Regions from separate parts of the Mus musculus genome. Here regions 2 and 3 are each linked to region 1. A link is a contact called in public Hi-C and promoter capture Hi-C data. All regions are on one chromosome and are shown on one strand. Each heading gives the region's core, a stretch centred on a gene start, on an enhancer-like site or on the middle of the called end of the contact. The rest is flanking DNA. Distances are from core to core; before and after follow the strand shown.

Region 1 (2,813 bases), core at 20-2,519:
TTTAACATTTTTGAGACAAGGTCTTGCTGTTTCTTTGGCAGGTATGGGACTTAAAGTGTGGACCAAACTAGCTCCAAACTTGCAATGATCTTTCTGAACCTTGTTCACCTCTGTACATTGAAAGTTGTGAACACATCCTGAAGACACTCTCATGATCCTAATATATCTTCCTTAGAAACATGAGAGGTGTTCAGAGCAAGGAGTTAACACGTTCTGAGGTCAGAAAAATGAGATAGATATTTGATCAATAGATATTTGGAGAAGGAAAAAGAGATTGGACTATTAGAGAGGAAAGACAAGAAGCAGACTAGCATCCAAATAATAGGAAAATGGACTTTGCACAGATTGGGAGACTAGACTGGAAATAAAAAGCTAAGCTTTCTATAGAATTGTACAATTTTAGGCTCCTTTATAGAATTTTTAAGTTCTTTTTTGGAATTGTATTAAAGAACATTACAAAAGAAAACATAATCAAAAAATTAATTCTAAACATTAATGTTAAAAATAGGGCTGTTAGCCGGGCAGTGGTGGCACATGCCTTTAATCCCAGCACTTGGGAGGCAGAGGCAGGCTGATTTCTGAGTTCGAAGCCAGCCTGGTTACAGAGTGAGTTCCAGGACAGCCAGGAATACATAGAGAAACCCTGTCTCGGAAAAAAAAAAAAAATAGGGCTGTGTATACAGCAAGATATGTTTATTTTGTGCCAAAGGTGTCACTTTTATTAAAAAGAAGCAGATGAGCTCAATTTTGCTATTCCTATTTTTAATAACTTAAGTCTTGAAACCTTTACTCCTGCCACCTGGGCTTGAAGGAAAAGAGCATTTTACACATGGTGATCTTGATGTAAATTCCAGGCCATTTTATAATGTGGTATGAAAAACTTCAAATGACGGTCATTTTACTTCTTTGGGGCTCTCAACTGTGGAGGCAATGACTTCATGCGTAGGTCTCCCAGACCTGTAAAAGGGAGACCATAGCAGAAGGCTTCTCTAATCCTTTCTGACATCGTCAGACAGGGTCTGTTTAGTCCTCTCGCTAGTTTCCCCCAATCAGTGCTCCAGCCGCCGCGGCCCCACCTCCCGGGACCTCAGCAGCAGCACCCCAGATGCGCGCGAACCGCGAGTCCCCACGCCCAGATCTGGGTTCGGAAAGAGGAAGCCCGCGGCTACAGATCCCAGGCTCCGGAGTTAGCAGCCGCCCCGCCCAGCGGCGCCTTCCACCCTAGGCTGCAGCTCACTGGAGGAGGGGCGGGACCTCGGGGTCACGTGGGGTCGACACGCCCTGCCCACTGCTTCCTGAACCGCGGGGTCCGGCCTGCCTGCCTACGCACGTGGCCTGTCCGTCCCTTGACTCCGCGACCCAACGCAGCATGGCTCCGTCTCAGCTTGGTGAGGCCCTCGCGATGCATCATAGGGGTCCTGCCTGCACCATCCCCGCCACCCACTCATGCCGCTGGCCGAGCTGGGGAGGCCCCGGGCCCGGCCTGCAGGCTGGGTGTCCCCAGTGCTGGGCCCTGGGCCTGCAGTTGCATGAGTCCCCTTCCCAGGAGTCCTCCCCGGGAGATCTCGGTGCCAGAAGCCGCGAGTAATGAGAACTGCCTTCTCTTTCAGCCCTGTTCAGTGTGTCTGACAAAACTGGCCTCGTGGAATTTGCCAGAAGTCTCGCGTCTCTTGGTTTGAGTCTGGTCGCTTCCGGAGGCACGGCAAAAGCGATCAGGGATGCTGGCCTGGCAGTCAGGTAAGGCAGTAGGTAGCGTTAAAGGGAGAAAAACGTTGTGACCATATTCACCAGAAAGCCATGCAAAAAACTGACAAAACACAGGGAGAAGTTAGGTTAGAACTAGGGAGCCTTGAGTTTTAGAGTCCTAGCACCCAGCCACTGTTTGCAAACAAATTAACTTCGGAGGGCCATGTGTTATGCAGAATAAACACGAATGTTCAGGTTCCATGGCCTGGCTTTGACTGGTTGCACAGTTAGACTGTAACATCTTTGAAGATCTGTATCTCCCTCTTCATAGCCTCACCCATCAGAAAGTACCAGTGGCTCGATCACACTCATCTCCTGACTAACAGTGGGAAGGGTTTGACAAGAGATGTCAGGAGATGACCCTGAAGGTCTGGAAGGTAGAAAAGGAAAAAGACCTTAGTTCCCTGGCTGTTTTCATTGCCATTATAACTCTTGGTTTGTGGAGAATCCCTATAGAGGTAAATTATTCACCTCTTCATAACTCTTGTTTGTGTAAGCAGTACATAACCCCTGTACATTTGACAGCTTCAGACAGCAAGAATGCCTTTACTTAGTAAATGTCTTCAGTGGATTCTCTTGTGACTTATGGGAGTCCGGAGCATCAGGGACAGCAGACAAGTAGGCTCCTGTGAGGTGCAGTTGAGTTACTGTGGAGCTGGTATGGGTAGGCCATTGTTGCTGTGGCATTTACGATGAAGTACGAGGAGTTCTTGCATTGTCTATCGCCTAGTTTAAATGTTTCTCAGATGGTCATTCATATTTCCACGCCACTGCCCAGTATTTGCTTGCCCCGTTACGCCTTCTCGTATTCTTTTGGTGGTATGGAAGACTGACCCCAATGTCCAGTCCACTCCTGAGCTGTATCCCTAGTTCATTTTTTATGCTTTGCTTCAGAAACTTTTAAAACTTAGAGCCAGGGTCTCTGTAGGTTGCCCAGGCTGGCCTTGAACTTGTGATCCTCCTGCCTCTTCCTCCTTGAGTGAGTTGGAGTATGGATATCTTTTAGAAATTAGAACTATGTCCTGTTAAAGAGTAAGTGTTTTTGTTTGTTTATGCGGGTCCTGGTG
Region 2 (2,876 bases), core at 22-2,521, 4.7 Mb before region 1:
TGCCTTTCAACTGGATCGTTGGCCATTATACTCATAACCCTTTAAGAAACCCGTGACGATAAAACTATAGCTCCTGGCTCACTGACCATTCTCCAATAATCCTCTGTAAGGCAGAGCTTCTTCCCACACTTGAATCAAAATAAGATCATTTGGGGGGTTCTCTAATTAAAAAAATACAGAAATATTATTAACATAAAAAGAAATAAGAAAAGCTAGAACAATAGGAACACACCCTTTCGCAGCATCCAGCAATGAGTCAGCTGGCCTGTCCTTTGCCACCGATGCAGGTGTCTCTGTTCATCTTCAGGGTGCTCTAATTTTAAGAGCGTCAGAACATCACTTCCTCCGGAGAATAGAAAAGCATTCCTATCTTAAAGTCCTCGGAACTTTCCCAAGTCTCCTCCGGATGGATAAGCTTTACCACAGCACTGTATTGTACTTCGCAACAATGTGCTAATTAGCTCATTTAAATGTCCTGCCACCATAATTAACAAAGCTTTACACTTCCAGTCTGCTTTATCCAAGGAATGGATTTTTAGACAGGTAAAACTTGATCTCAGTATAAACACCCCCAAAAGTCTCTAAAGCTCTTGGGAGCTGCCCATTAATCCCTCTACATTTAATTAGTTTAAGGATTTAGTAATAAGTGTACAACTAATTTATCAGATGGGGCCTACGCCTGGACGCCTGAGTCGGGATGATTGAAGTTGCTCTGGTCTTCCGGTCCCCGCCTCCGCACACCAAGTCCCAAGTTCACTGTCAGGTGGCAGTCCCCAGTCTCCGTTCCAACTGGGCTAAAGGTCGCACTACTCGGTGGCAGAGCGCCCAGGGGGTGATCGCTCCCGCTAAAGCTGGGACAACACTTTCAAAGTCAGTTCACGGGACACTGTAGGACGTGGGGCGGGGCCCAGGCCTGGAGCGAGCATTAGGGGTTGCCTTGCCTTTTGGGGCGCGGCGGACCGTGGTGGGGACACCCCGAGTTCTCCACGCCACAGCGGGCAGCCCCGGGTTCCGGAGAGAAGGCCCGGTCCCTTCCTCCGGCCGCGTCGCCCCGGCTTGACCGTAGCGCGTCACACCCCATCCCCAGAGCTCCGCCGCCCCGGCTGCCGGTACCCCAGGCTGTACCCGCACTCACCGGGCGGAGGGCAGCGGGCGTGGCGCCGAGCGGGCGCTCAGGACGCGCAGGGAGCGGAGGAGCAGGCGCGCAGCCATGGCGGGATGGACGGCGGCGGACGGGACTGGCGGGCTCCGCGGCGGGGGCAGGCGGACAGAGGGGCGGCCGGACGGCGGGACGGTGGGGCGGGCCTCGGGGACAGCCAACTGCGGGCCGCAGGGCGGTGCCGCCAGCTCGGGCGGGGTCTGCGCCAGGCTCTGCGCGACGCCCCGTGCGCCCTCCCCTCCCGGCTGCAGGGCTGAGCGAGGGTTCCCTGGAGAGTCGTCCCACCCCCGCACTGAAAGGTGCATGGAGTTAATTTTCTAACTTCGGAAAGCTCTCTGAATGTCGATAAATGTATGAGTACTCACTGTAAAGGATTGTGCTGATTTGGTTTGGGTTTTTTGTTTGTTTTGGTTTTGTTTTTTTCCTTGCAAACGTTTGTAGCTACTCTTTGAAAATAAATAAGTAAGTATATTTGATAACGGAATAACAATTGGTTCAATTCTCCAATAGTACTTGAACTCGCATATGGTTGTTTCCTTTTTTTGTTGTTGTTTTGGTTCAATTCAAGGACATGTATTATTTGGGTTTATGGATTTGATGATTTGTAATGGGAAATGCCTGACAGGTTTTGAACTCTAAAGAATGTGTACATTACATCGATTTCTAAGGAGGCAAGGGGGCCTTTCTAATAACAACAGTTACGGAATCTGAAATAGTGAAAGTGAAAGACATTTTGTGTTAGCAATCAACTACTGACAGCCCACTGAGTAGGACATACAGAAATGTTTCAAAGAAAAGCTTTAGGGTTTCACGGCACCAACAATCTGGAAAACATAGTCTTTTTTTATTTAAAAAAATAATTTTAGATTACATTTCATTCATGTGTGTCGTCTGTCTGTCGTGCACTCATGTGGAGTCCAGAAGTTCCTATCAGATGTCTTCATCAATTGCCCTCCAGGTTTCTCACTGAACCTGGAGTTTATAGATTTGGCTAGCCGGTTTGGTAGTGATCTACCTGTCTTTCTGCTTCCCTAGGGCTATGTTTACAAATGCTCAGAAGAGTCGTTTATTTTCTAGGAGTAACTTGATCTGGTTGGGGGTGGGGCTGTTTGTTTTGTCTTTTTTTTTTTTTCCCCGGGTTTCCTAGTGGCAGAATTAATGCAAATGGTGTGTGTCCTTGCTCTGTTGCATTCTTGCTAAGGCTAACTGGAGGCACGTTTGTTTAAGATCCTGTTCATCTGGTTTATCATGAAGTTATTGTTTCCTTTTATAAAATAAAAACAAACAAGTAGTGTGTGTGTGTGTGTGTGTGTGTGTGTGTGTGTGTGTGTGTGTACACTTATTCCTGGGGATCGGACTCAGGCCTTACACATACATATAAGAAACAAGCTTGTAAGTGTAGGATCAGCTGTATTCTAATGATATGAAAGGTTGAACAATAACCAGGATTTCACAAACCCCTTTGAGCCATATTTCTCTTGTAGGAGTATTACACATATTGCTTGAGAGTTCTACAGGCATGCCTTTTTAGAGGGTATGAGGCAGGGTTTCTTTGTATTGCGCAGACAACTGTCCCAAACTTCTGCACATTTAAACAATCCTCCTGCCTTAGTATCTGAGTAAGTAGGGCTTCTGACATTTGCCACGATGACGAAGGAAGGGCATGCTTTTAGTTATTGAAATGTCAATGGCAGCCTAAACTTGAGCATTAAAAGAA
Region 3 (2,700 bases), core at 131-2,630, 4.9 Mb before region 1:
GGTATATCCCCAAGTCAGAATATTAAAGACTATTGTCTTCTAACTGTGTCCCCTGCAGAAACCATGGCATCTAAATTACCAGCATGCTTTTAATAAAACTATGAGAGCCCTATCCTTGTTCTTTAGGAATTGCTCTTGTTCTATCCACGTGTATCTTCATGTACCTTTTCATTTTTTCCTGGCCCAGACTCTGGATACGTTTGACATTACGCCACTTATCCATTTCAAGAATTATGGCTGGATAGCAACTCTATCAGACTGGCTATGAAAGACCCACAACGTGAGGACTCCCCCACGTTCTGACTCAGGAGAGGCGACACCCCAAATCACACAAGAAACGGTCTTACTGCAAACTTATTCAAGAGGGCTCTCGGGCCCACGGTCATACACCACGCAGGGGTAGAGGTCTGTGGCACACCGATTAGCTGGGTAAGGAGGTATTTAAAGGAAGAAACCACAACTCAAGGAAGTGGGGAGGGCTTTGTTGGAAAATACCAAAGATACCAGTTAAGAGTCCCAAGGAAGTGCAAAGTCACAAGAGTCACAAGGAATACCTGGTAATTGTTCCAGTTATCTCTCAAGACAGTTTCTAAGAGCCCCTAACAATAGCACATTTGCATAGCAATGGTCAGGGTGACTTTCTTTGAATGAACACTCTTTGAACCCAGGAAGCGGGTGGGTGGAGGAATGTCGCTATCTGTTTTATGATTAGCATCATTAAGTCACAGAGGTCACATTCCCATGCCTGGGCCTAAAGGCCTAGAATTTTGTTTTTACGTTATACTTTCAGCTACTGCAAAAATTCCTACACTGAGTACTCAGCAGTCACCAGTTATCAGCAGCTTGACTAAGGAACATCTCAGAAGAGAGGACTGTAAGAGACAGAGGGTGGGGGAAGTTCAACGGAATGCTGCAATTAATGATTGCATAAGCAACTGTGGCTCCCTGCACAAAACCTACAGACACGTGAGGTGAAGTTATTTAAGTAGGAGAGGAGTTAATTGGGAAGAAGGGGTCAGGAGGAGTGGCTGGGGTAAGAAAGGGTAATGGGGTTGAATATGATCACAATATATGCTATACGTGTATGAAACAGAGAAAAAAATAAAAACAAATTTCCTACATTGTAGGTGGTAGTCTAGCTGATCAACCCGTAGAACTTCTTACATTGTACTCAATAAACTATTTTCCCTTTCAAAAGGAAAAGAAGCCAGAAGATCCTTGGAAATCCAAGACAGAAGGCAGAAGCTCTGCACCTGGCTCCGCCCCTAGCCAGCCAGCTGACGCCCCCCCCCCAGGAGGAGGCGGGACTTCCTCGCCGCAGGGCAGCTGCTTCCGGCAGAGTCCGGAAGAGAGTGCGAGGTGGGAGGGGGCGGAGCCAGTGCGGCGCGCCCAATCGGGACGGAGTCTTGGCTGGCCCGGGCTCTCGTGGGCTCACTCGCTCTAGGGAACCGGCACCATGGCGTCGGGCTGCAAGATCGGCCCGTCCATCCTCAACAGCGACCTGGCCAACCTGGGGGCCGAGTGCCTGCGCATGCTGGACTCGGGGGCCGACTACCTGCACCTGGATGTAATGGACGGGTAACTCCGCGGGGCTCGGGGCGGGCTGGCCGCGCGGGTCGGCGTCGCTGCACCTCAGCGAGCGCCTGTTGGGTGCACGGCGCCCCTGTGCGACGACGGGCTGCCTGGCCAAGCGCGCTGCCGAGGGCACCGAGCCGGCCCTGGCTGACTTTGGGGCCCGGTCCTTTCCCCGCCACCCCGTAACCTGTGGTGATAGGACCCGGGAGCCACCTCCAGTGTTCAGGATCTTCCTCTGGTGAACTCGTAGAGAAACTGAGGCCCAACGGGACAGGCGCGACTTGCTCGATCGAACTCAGATAACTAACTAGTTCTCGACAAAGCCGGCAGACAGCCTCAGCTTGACACCTGGATGGGCTTCCGGAGTTCGACCACTTGCCGACTTGTCTTAGGCAAGCCGCTTCAGCCTTGATTGGGACTCGGGTTCAGTGTGAGGAAAATGGAAGGATTATTGATCATAGAACGCTTCCGCGTCTTGGGGAACTTGAAACGAGCAAGTCCAGTGCCTGGCGTGTAACAGATTCTCTGCAGTTGTTAGTTGTATCGAATAACCCATTCGAATTCTGATTTTCCTGTCTATTTTCTCTTCAGGCACCCTGCTCTTCAGGGAGGTCAGTTTTTTTGTAAGTAATTTTTAAGCACTGTAGTTATAATGCTCAGAATCAGGGTACAAGTTTCCTAAGTTGGTTCTAAAGTGAGGAAACAAACCTAGACCCAAAGGAGGCTGGAGGACTTGCTCAAGATTACAGAAGATTGTGACAGACTTGGAACTTGAATCTTCTTGGCTTTTTGACTAGCATTTCCCACCGAAAGTTTACATAAAATTATAAAAGACCTTGGGAGTGAGATAGAAAAATAAATTTATTTCAAATAAGCAAAATCTGTTTGCCCTCAGTCACATTGGCAAATATGTGTTATTTACATCAGTTTCGTTTCTTGTTGGAGGTTTTGCTGTTCTTTCTGGTTTTTTTGAGACAAGGTCTGTATAAATCTTAACTGGCCTCAAACTCAAAATCTTGCCTCAGCTTCCCAAATGCTGGGATTATGGGCACGGGTCCCCACACTCAGTTACACTAATTCTTTTTAACATCACTGCTGTTTTGTCCATAGCAGTTTTGTTTCTTT

Evidence for each region. Promoter capture Hi-C pulls out the DNA fragments that hold promoters and counts their contacts. A called contact is a pair of places that touch in the nucleus more often than the background predicts.
Region 2: a contact with region 1 is called in a promoter capture Hi-C map of liver, with 1.9 times the contacts expected there. The contact joins the promoter of Acadl here to the promoter of Atic in region 1. A contact is called at or near these places in 2 of 39 promoter capture datasets (liver and pre-B cells).
Region 3: a Hi-C map of CD8 T cells shows a contact between it and region 1, with 6 times the contacts expected there. The contact joins the promoter of Rpe here to the promoter of Atic in region 1.

The regions. Positions count from the first base shown.
Region 1 is chr1:71,555,887-71,558,699 of GRCm38.p6, forward strand. It overlaps Atic (5-aminoimidazole-4-carboxamide ribonucleotide formyltransferase/IMP cyclohydrolase), which reads left to right and starts at 1,270. Exons shown (of 16, transcript NM_026195.3): 1 at 1,270-1,388; 2 at 1,611-1,737. The coding sequence starts at 1,370.
Region 2 is chr1:66,862,038-66,864,913 of GRCm38.p6, forward strand. It overlaps Acadl (acyl-Coenzyme A dehydrogenase, long-chain), which reads right to left and starts at 1,272. Exons shown (of 11, transcript NM_007381.4): 1 at 1,136-1,272. The coding sequence starts at 1,212.
Region 3 is chr1:66,699,451-66,702,150 of GRCm38.p6, forward strand. It overlaps Rpe (ribulose-5-phosphate-3-epimerase), which reads left to right and starts at 1,381. Exons shown (of 6, transcript NM_025683.3): 1 at 1,381-1,578. The coding sequence starts at 1,457.